Regions from separate parts of the Anas platyrhynchos genome. Here all the other regions are linked to region 2. The links are chromatin contacts, called in public Hi-C maps. All regions are on one chromosome and are shown on one strand. Each heading gives the region's core, a stretch centred on a gene start, on an enhancer-like site or on the middle of the called end of the contact. The rest is flanking DNA. Distances are from core to core; before and after follow the strand shown.

The links. A called contact is a pair of places that touch in the nucleus more often than the background predicts.
Region 1: a contact with region 2 is called in a Hi-C map of subcutaneous adipose tissue, with 3 times the contacts expected there. The contact joins two enhancer-like sites. A contact is called at or near these places in 7 of 8 Hi-C or Micro-C datasets (F1 follicle, F5 follicle, liver and 3 more).
Region 3: a Hi-C map of subcutaneous adipose tissue shows a contact between it and region 2, with 1.9 times the contacts expected there. The contact joins two enhancer-like sites. A contact is called at or near these places in 2 of 8 Hi-C or Micro-C datasets (skeletal muscle and subcutaneous adipose tissue).

What each region holds. Positions count from the first base shown.
Region 1 is chr3:26,946,055-26,949,203 of IASCAAS_PekinDuck_T2T, forward strand. No RefSeq gene overlaps it. Among named protein-coding and RNA genes, the nearest start is that of TOMM20, 16 kb to the right of the region's middle. Within about 2 kb of position 1,492, at least 4 of the 8 cell types and tissues checked have an H3K27ac peak or open chromatin away from gene starts, as enhancers often do. A contact at or near this core is called in F1 follicle and subcutaneous adipose tissue, where this site is marked.
Region 2 is chr3:26,735,406-26,738,853 of IASCAAS_PekinDuck_T2T, forward strand. No RefSeq gene overlaps it. Among named protein-coding and RNA genes, the nearest start is that of TARBP1, 11 kb to the left of the region's middle. Within about 2 kb of position 1,891, at least 4 of the 8 cell types and tissues checked have an H3K27ac peak or open chromatin away from gene starts, as enhancers often do. A contact at or near this core is called in F1 follicle and subcutaneous adipose tissue, where this site is marked.
Region 3 is chr3:26,910,980-26,913,943 of IASCAAS_PekinDuck_T2T, forward strand. No RefSeq gene overlaps it. Among named protein-coding and RNA genes, the nearest start is that of TOMM20, 51 kb to the right of the region's middle. Within about 2 kb of position 1,397, at least 6 of the 8 cell types and tissues checked have an H3K27ac peak or open chromatin away from gene starts, as enhancers often do. A contact at or near this core is called in subcutaneous adipose tissue, where this site is marked.

The sequences.
Region 1 (3,149 bases), core at 242-2,741, 210 kb after region 2:
CTCCGCAACGAGTATTTGGCTTCAACATATCATATGACTTTGTTCTTCGAGTTACATTTTAACTGAGAAAGTTTAACAAGTATGACTTATGGGCTTCTAAAATTGGCAGCAGAAAAATGAGCTGAGGAAGTCATGGAAAAAAACCACAAGCGAAGCCATTCCATGTTATGCACAATTTCTGGGCTCTTTTTCCAATCTTCTGTTTTTTTGGACGGTGGAAAATATTTTCCAGCTACACAGGCCTGGCCTCACTGAGTACGTATTTATGCCAAGTTTATAAAAAGCAGCTGCAGACAGGGTTGAATGAAAGGATTACACTGCTGTCTGTCTTCCAGAAGGTGCTTCAGTTCACACCCTGTCCCACAGAGTGAGGCTCGTTTCTCAAATCTCCATGAATTTACGTAAAGAGGGACAAAATTTGAGCCTTGCAATACAAACAAGTATGGCTGTGCATGTGAAAGGCCATGGGTGTATGCGTATCTACCTAGCTAGCAGTGGTTCCTAGCTGCTGCTGATTTGGGCTTTCAGTGCTGGAAGTTCACCACTGCTCCTCAGACCTCTCTGCACCCTGCAGCCCAGCCCATCTGCCATGAATACAACAATGGGGAGAGGGCTTCCAGGCTCAGGACCCTGGTTTCAGCGTACAGCTGCCGCCTGCTTCACGTATACCTGCTCACAAGCTGCTCCCACTCAAATTCAGGCTTCACCAACCTCACGTACAGCGAGGCTGCCAGGTTCTGAGTCCAAGAGGGATCGCTGTAATGATGCAGCCTGACCTCCTCCACAGTGCACTGCCACAGAATTTCAATCTGGAGCCTGCACAGCAGAGGCATAACCTTAATTTTCAGCCGTGTCTTGTCAGAGCCTTGGCCTGATACACCAGTCAGCAGAGGAGAGTTACAAATAATTCTTCACTCTCCTAAGCAGAATAGCTCCAGGGGAGGGGGGGGGGGGGGGCTGCAGGGAGGACACAAACAGAAAGTAAATGGATATAAAAAAGGTAAGGTAGGTGGTAAACTGCAGATCATATATTACAGATCCGTACCCTGCTGTTTTTGCAGTCAAGTATCTTAGAATAACAGTACTGAGAACGACAGTGTTACATCAGGAATATCGGTCAAGACAATATTTCCTGGCAATTGTTTGAGAAATGCTTTTCTCACAGCTAATTGCTCCCAAGAGGCTGTGTTTTCTCTGTTTTTAGAAGGCGAGCGATTAAGAAAGAAGGTTTTTAAACCTCTGCACCCTGCTGTGGGACAAAGAACTAAGGGGGGGGGAAAAAAGGCAAAAAGAAAGAAAAGAAAGAGGCACAACAGCTGTAATGTTCTATGAAATGATTTTGTTCTGTTCTCTTGCCGGGGTGGTGGGTGCAATCATCAGTTTGGCAGAGATAAATACAGAAAAAGCAAGAATTTTACAGGGACGGGGAGTCCCAGCTCCGAGAGTACCACATTGCCATCTAGCGGCACAGCCCCTGGCAAGCCCCAATACCTGGGGCTCTGCGAGCTCCCAACCTCACCTCCCTGTGCCTGTGCACGCAGCAGGCACCTCCGTGAAAACGGGGCTGAGTTTCCTTCCAGCGTTTTACAACCGAGCTCGACAACTGCAAAACCACTTGGTCTGTAACCGGTAGGTGTAGGGAGGCAAGGCGAAAAGGGGAAAATGCCCCCAAAAGGAAGTTTAAGAGCAACTTGGCTTTGCTGTGAAAAGCTGGTGTTTACACCGAGGCCTGCAGATTGACGTCGCCCATTGCTGCCACACACAGAGCTACAGCAGCCTTGTCATGTTCTCTGTTGTACGGACAGATGTCTGCAGCAAGACAAGGGCTTGTCCCAAGGTGATGGGCACGAATCTAGAGCTGATGCCCTATACCCAACCGCATCAGACCAAATACCTCCGCACCGCGTGCTCTGACGCTAGCTCTCCAGTAAGTACCTCGCTGCTGACACATTTCCCTTTTATTCTGAACAGAACACAAATGTTAGCCTTTCAACACTGAAAAAAAGAAAAGCCAAAATACCAAGTCCCCCAAATAGCAAAAGAAAGGCACTTTACTTTTGGAAGACACCCAGCAAAGGACAGCAAATTGATTATTTTGTATGACCTTCAGGTGGCAAGTTGAAAAGAAAAAGCAGCTTGGTCCACGTGAATTCTGATGTTCACTGAGAGGTGTGACGCTGGAAAGTTCTGGCCACAGCAGAACCCTGCTTATCTGGGAAACAAAACCAGTCCTAGCGCCTGAACTCCACCAGGAGAGACTGTCATTTTGGGGGGCAATGGAAGAAGCCTTGCACCAGGAATCCAAGACCGCCCACAGACCTCTGCCTTTTGGCGACATGCGTTCTGCTCTTGCACTTCCCACTGGAAATACATGACCACTATCACACCTTAAATGGGATGAAAGGTGATTAGCAGGAGATTGCGTTTGGCCCCGGCGTGAAGAATGGTATGTCTAGCTAATCATTAGCTCCATGCCTTTGGTCCCTGGATCCTGTGAGGCTTCCTAGGAGCACAGCTGTTCTGTTTATGCCCTAAATAGCCATATTAATGAAGGTGATATTCTGTGATAGTAGCAAAAATAACTTTCTTTGCCAAGAAAGGAAAATGCAGTTAAGTTCCCCAAAACAAATCTAATGCATGCTGCTCCAGTAAATCAGTCTTACAGCAGCCCTTCCTCAAAAGCCCCGAGGGAGAACCTATAGGAATACTTTGATGACTACGGATGCTACAGTGACCCATGAATGCTTTGTAGAGTATTTACAAAGTCCCTGCTGAATCAATCAACAGCAAAGCTTGTGTTGTCACCCCCTGTGATAAGCATGCAAGATCTGGAACATAACTAGAAGTTGGGGAAGCAGAATTTGAACAGTGAATTTTAGAAAAGGAGAGGTCATGAAGGAACCTGAGCCTGAACCACTGCTGGTTGTGAGACTGCAATCCATTTTCTAAAAACTTTTATTTAAAATCAGGGAGACACCTGCTTTTATCGAAAACGTGCTGCCCAAGGCAGGAGACGTTGACTAGGAAAAGATCTACAGCATGATGACAGATACTATCAGGTCTGCTGGAAGCTTCTGAGGGCAGCCCATCATTCTCTTCCCTGAGACTTGGCAGTCTTGTAACAAACACCATCCTGGAAACAACAAAAA
Region 2 (3,448 bases), core at 641-3,140:
AGAAAATCCAGCAGATGGTGGAAAGAGACCACAGTGTGAAACGAGTGCTGGGCATTTTCTCCAGCTATGGACGTGAGCCCTTCAAGAAAGTCTCTGTCATTATTCATAACGCACCATCAGTGCTTCAAACAGAAATAGGACCAGAATTGTTTAGACCATCCATGTCGCGTCTAAAAATTTAAGCGGTGTCATGTAAGGCTGATTTTGACTTACATGGCAAAGACAAATATATTCTGAGTGTGGATCGTAGGCTTTGTTTTACAGCCAATTGACATCAGTGACAGTACAAAATCATTTAACTAATACACATGCTGCTGGCTGCTTTTATTCTGTGCCTAATAGTTGTTAAGGATGGAGTGCATTTGTCTTTTTTTTTTTTTTTCAAGCATTTTGATTTATTGTTCAGCTGGTAGCTGATGATCATACCTGCATTACCGAAAGCTGTAGCAGAGGGAAAAGACATAACACTTGCAGACCATATTTCCTCGGTGAGTGACAAGCCCCTGCAGAGCTCCCTATCTGAAGCAGCTTCCTGCCAGTGACAGCGGAGAAGCCAGGAATATGTCTGCTGTAATCCTAAGAGATGTACGTTGGGGGGCTGACATCTTCTTTTATCTGCTTCATTCTCTAAATATTATCTCTCTCTAACTTCTGTGCCTTGCTTCTGGCATATCAAGATAGATATTAAACAGCTGAGAGATGATCCAGATCAGCAGCATCCCGAATTTTCCATGAAGCCAATCAACTCTTACAAAAACCAGCAGCAGCACAGGGTGTTGCTGCAATTTAGGAGGTACTTTCAGTAATCAGAATAGGCTTCAGAAATGCCCAGACAGATATGTAGGCAATGGGGAACCCCTGCTTGCCTTGCTCCAGAGAAGCACGGTATGAGAGGAGGCACAGCAGCAGTGTCGGTGTGACACGCTGCTTCCTATCTGCAGTTCTGGCACCTAAATTCGCCATCCCACAAGCACCCCAAGCACTCCCTGGCCTTAGCAGAAGGCCCATAAAAACTCATTTTCCAAATAGTTCTCAAACAACTGAGATTACTTTATTGCAGCAGGCTGAAAATAAAGCTGATGAGAGCTTAGGCCCTTTTCTGATTAGTGGCTGTCCTGTCAGTTTTCCATGGGAGCAGACGTCTGAGCTATTCTAAGTGGGCTTATTTTGGTCGGTACCTTTTGCAGACCTACTGGTAATAGCTGGTGGATGCCCTTTGCTTAGGCTGGGAGAGCTTGCCGTTGGCACACCACCTTCTTCTACACCCTTCAGAGATGTAGAAGTGCACATTTATATGCATTTATGCAGAGCACTTCTGAGGTCTCCCATGACGGCCAGGTAGGTCACTCCTCCTGCCCTTTGCAGCAGGGAAAGCTGCAGTGCCAACCTGTTGTGTACCATTGGACATGCTCAGCACCTGTCTCATTATATAAATAACATATCCCTTTTATTTTTCATTTCTTTTGGGAGCAAAGATATCAAGAAAACAGTTTGCCTCCCAGAACATGTTATGTCCAGAGGAAATGGTCGAATACGAACGCTTTCTCCCAGTGGTAGTTCTGGGAGGTCTTTATTTCATCACTTACAGGAGGCTTTGGCTTTCACTTGCTTCTTCTGTTTGTCTGTGACTCCTTTCATCACCGATAGCCACATTAATGATGCCAGTGCTCAAGGCGTCAGAAGATGTAAGCAGACCGAGCCGGGCTTTCTGTGCGATTGTTTCTCTGTTCAAGAAGAGATATGCTGTGTATTTTCTTCATGTCCGTCGGCATTAGGAAAATTTCAAGAATGCTAAGTGCTGATTTGACTTTGCCATTTGGTGGCGGTGCTGTGGTGATGATTCAAGTGAGTAAATCCGGGGATGGCTTGCAAGCACATAGATCTGTATTCCCACTGCATGCAATGCTCTGCCTGACACAGTAACTCAAGGCTTTAAACACTTCCAGTGACCAGCAGCCTGAGCGGCAGCCCACAGTAACCAGATCTGGGGGGAGAAGAGGCATTCCTATTCTCCCCATGGACGGTGGGGAAGGCAGTGCGTTTCCACCGCTTCTTTGCTACTTGCCCCATACAGGCCACATCAGACCATTAGGCTTGGATAGCCTCTGCCATATTCAACCAAGACAGAGTGTTACTGGCCCTCTGTAGACAGGCCAAGATCCAGAGAAGAGCTGGTCAATTCACAAAGAACATATCCATTCCCTACAGTCTGGGTATTATGTTTCCCTGTACATTCAGCCTGTCTCAGTAGATCCAATACTCTTGAAAAAGGATACATTTCCCCCTGCTTTCTGGCCTTCTGATGGAGAAATGTAAGTGAGCACATGATTCAATCCTGGATTTCTTCCAAATCCTTCAAGTGGTGAGCTTGGCTTGACTGAGGCTTTCTGTGTCTTTGTATTGTTTCTGTCAGGCCTACATTCAGCTGCTGTATTTTTGGGCTGTGTACAGTGGCAGCTATATCCATAATGGCCTTTTCCCTGGTTCTGGATACCTAAAAATGTAGCGTGAATACTCCAGAGGCATGTGCTGAAGCTGATGTGGGGCTTCCGGCAGCAATCTGAAATGCTCGCCAATAGTTTATGATCACTCTCTGCTCAAGTGGTTTCCTATTCATCACTGTCCTGATGACACCTCCCACTTGTAGATAATATTGAAAGATTTAGCTTCTCTGTTTGGATGTGTCTCTGTGTTTTGCAGGAGGTACTGAACTCGAGATACAGGTCAGCAAGAAGAACCTGTCTTTTCCTAAGGCGTAGCATGCCTCATTAGCAACGTGTTACATATCTGCCTCTTTTTTAAAGGTGGGATAATTCTTTGCCCTTTCACATGCGTGATAGCTGCATCCTGTGATGATACCAGTTGTCCATATTGCATGTTTGTTTGGGAGCTATGTCAGCGACACATATATGAAAACGGTGGAAGAAATGTTGTCAGATAAGTTACAGATCCCAACAGACTCCGGACGGATTCTGTGCCTCTGAGAACAGGAATTGGTGGTATTGCTCTGGGCTGCTGGGGTCAGTCCCAGCTCCGGGGAGATCACCACACATCCCATACAAGGTACTGCAAACAATCCCAACACCATTATGGCTTTCTTCAGCTTTAGATCTGTTCCCTGACTCTTTCTAATGGACAGAGGAAGATGGGACCGTGATGGATCACAGCTTCTGCCACACGATCTCTGCCTCCATCCCCAGGAGCCTGTAGCTTCTGGGCCTTTACGCTGATCCCTCAGAGCCCCTTTAATACATCTTGCTGACAGCACCGGTGCTTTCCCACCTCACATCTGATCCCTGCAGTGCTCTCAGCCATCTGCCTCTTTTCTTTTCTTGGACGTGGGGGGGTAGTGTCTTTCTTTATCCAACAGTTCTTGACAGTATTCTCTGCATCACGGATATATTTGTTCTTGTCAAACTGGGCCTTTCCTCACCTGCAACCACTCAGC
Region 3 (2,964 bases), core at 147-2,646, 180 kb after region 2:
TTGAAATAGCATATTTGACCATGACCCCTCCCCACAACTACGGTGCCCGTCCCAGCGTAGTTTTGTGGTGTCTGCGACTGTGTTTTCTTAGTGTCACAGATCTCGTTGTTTTTCTCCGAGGCCTCCGCACTGTAGGCTGGATTCATCATGTGATAGCTGCCAGCTTTGCATTGAAAGTATGCCAAGAAGTTCAGCAGAAAATTTTTGTGATGCTTGCAGCAAACTTCTGGAAATGCGATTGCTGTGTGTGAGCATGCGCAGGGGTGCGCTTGCAATGTTTTCATGCACCACTACTTGTATACTAAATAAAAGCTGGCTGGACAGCAAATAAAAGGATGCACAACAGTGAAGAAAAGTGTTGCAGGTAGGAAAATAGACCCTCCCTCCCCAGACCCCAGATACCACATTCCCAATGGAATACAACACTGCTGTGCCTACATTTTCTGTGTGGAAAAAAAAAAAAAAAAAAAAAAAAAAAAAGAGAGAGAGAGAAACACAGAGCATATTCAGGCCAGAAAATTTTTAGGGTCACAAAAGACAAAGGGGACTTCTTTATAACAAAAATGTGTACTAAAGCTGCTCTGCCAGGTTCTGACTCAACACAGACACATGCATACTTGTCAAAGTGGAAGATTTTTCCAGTAATCTAGTGGACTGAATGAGCTCATCGTGACCCACTGAGCAAGTTTTCTTAATACTCGTTTTGAGCAAGGGAACGGCTTTGACTGGTGTTTGCACTCACTTGACTTTTCCCCTCTTCCCAAACTTTTGTTCCGTTCATAAACCACCCTTTCCATCAGGCTTTTCTTACTAAAGAGCCATTTTTTCCTCAGTGGGGCCATGGAACCTAAGTAAATATCCTTGAACCATCAAAAACCAGCTGCATTAAAGAAACAACACCGCAGGCACTGTCGAATTGCAGAGTCACCAGGACAAGAAAGGGAGAAGAGGATTGTCCAGGGAAGCTGAGGTGTGTGGTCATTCCCCACAACCCCACAAAGACAGACAGTAGGACACCGTGCAGACGGATGAGGGGTGTGCATGAAAGTGGAAGATCATGACTCACTGCAAACAAACTACATGGCCTTTGACTTTGGCACCTTCTTGTCCTTCCACGTCCCCAGCTACTGACTTCCTTGTGGTCATCTGTGGAGCCGGATGCCACTCTGCATGCTCTTCTGAGGGGCTTTTTTGGATGCTTTCTTCAAGTTAAACTATGAAACTGAAATCTGAGGGTATGCACGCTGCTGCAAAGACTGAGGAAAAGCTCTTGCACAAAGTCATATTTGGCAGGGAAACTACAATTCCCTTGGGGCCACAGCCGCAGGCTGGGCCTTGCTGCGAACTCCGCACCACCTCGTACCCCCGCCTTCGGGGAACTAGTCACAGATCGCTGCAGATAAGCGTTGCACAACGCCCGTCTGCTCTGCAGAGGTGCCTTCTGAGGTCCCTTGGACTGAGCTGTCCCTCAGGATTCATTCTCAGCCTTTATCAGTGCATTTTGGAGGGAAAAAAAACAAACAAACAAAAAAAAACAAACACCACAGAGTGTGCACAAAACACCCACAGTTAGGAATCCGCGAGGTGGTGCCCGTAGGTTAACGCAGCGTGTATCTCCAAGCTGCTGCTCCTCAGCATTAGCCACCAAGCCATGCTCCCTTCTTGCACCGAACGTCAAGGCCCCGGCTGAGCGCCTCCAAAACTCAGCTGTGGCTGTAACGGCCCCCAGCGCCATTTGCCCAGCCAGGGTAGATGAGGCGGAAAGGAAATCCACAGGGGTTCTCCAGTTCTCCTTTTCAGCTGTGTTTTGAAATATGGTCAAGCCCTGGCCACGCCGATCTGCAGAGCTATCTTCGGACGGCATTTGGTCAGCACACCACGTGAAAGCAGCACTCAAGCCCAGGTTTTATGTTCCAAGTAAGGATGAGAAAAATAGCCCAGCTTGTTCGGTGGGGGCTGAGGCTGCCAACGTACAGTGGTTTCGTGACACAGGCCCTGGTGGCAGCTGCCAGCTCGTTTCACACCAGCCACCAAACAGCCAACAGCAGCCACGGGTCCGAGCCCCCCACCCTGCAAAGGTGGGCACAAGACCTTCATGTGCAGCTATGCCCCGTCACCCCTTGGATAAATGCGAGTGGAAATGTTAAAGGTCCCGTGATCCTGGCCCCTGGAAAATGTCTTTTGTGGTCGCTTCCAGTGAACTCTGGCGTGAGGCACGCAGCTGTGGAGGGCTGCACATCGCAACCTGTAACCGGACCCTTCCTTACAGAAACGCTACAAATTGTTATGATCATTACTTTACATGATCATCCTTTACAGAGACGGCAGCAAGCTTTCCAAGACGGTATTTTTGTGCCCAAATAAAGGTCAGGGTTCCAGCTATGATAAATCAGGGCCGGTTAGTGGGCAGGTTCAGCTGACAGAGTCATCTGATCTGCGCAGCTGTGCATGAGCCCTGAACCAGTTCCCTTCTCGTGTCCTTTTCAGGCCGGGCACAAAGCTCGGGGACATCTGTTAGTTCCTGAATTACAGCGGGCGGGCAGTAACGGACGTGCCCTGCTCTGGTGAGCCTGTGTTTATTATTTTCTAGGCTTTGCATCGGCTGCGCACACACAGCTGGACCGCACCTTCCGGTCACTGAGCCCGCCACATGCAGCTGCTGGAGTGAATGGAGACATCGCGAGTGTGCGGCTACCCTACCAGAAAAATAAAAATAAAGGAAGTCATTTGCATTTCCTCTTTTCTGTCTTGCTAAATCCTTCCCTTCGAGAAATTATGCAAAGCTCTGCTAAAGCAGCACCGTACCTGCCACGAGCGCGGCAGGCGCAGCCCCGGGGAGGCTCCGAGTCACCCCGTGCACCTCCGTGCCACCCACATCGCCTGAAAAACTTCACAGCGCTCTGAGGACAGCCTAAAGCTTTGCTCTGTCAGCCCAACACACAGGTTGCATGCCAGAGGGACGCA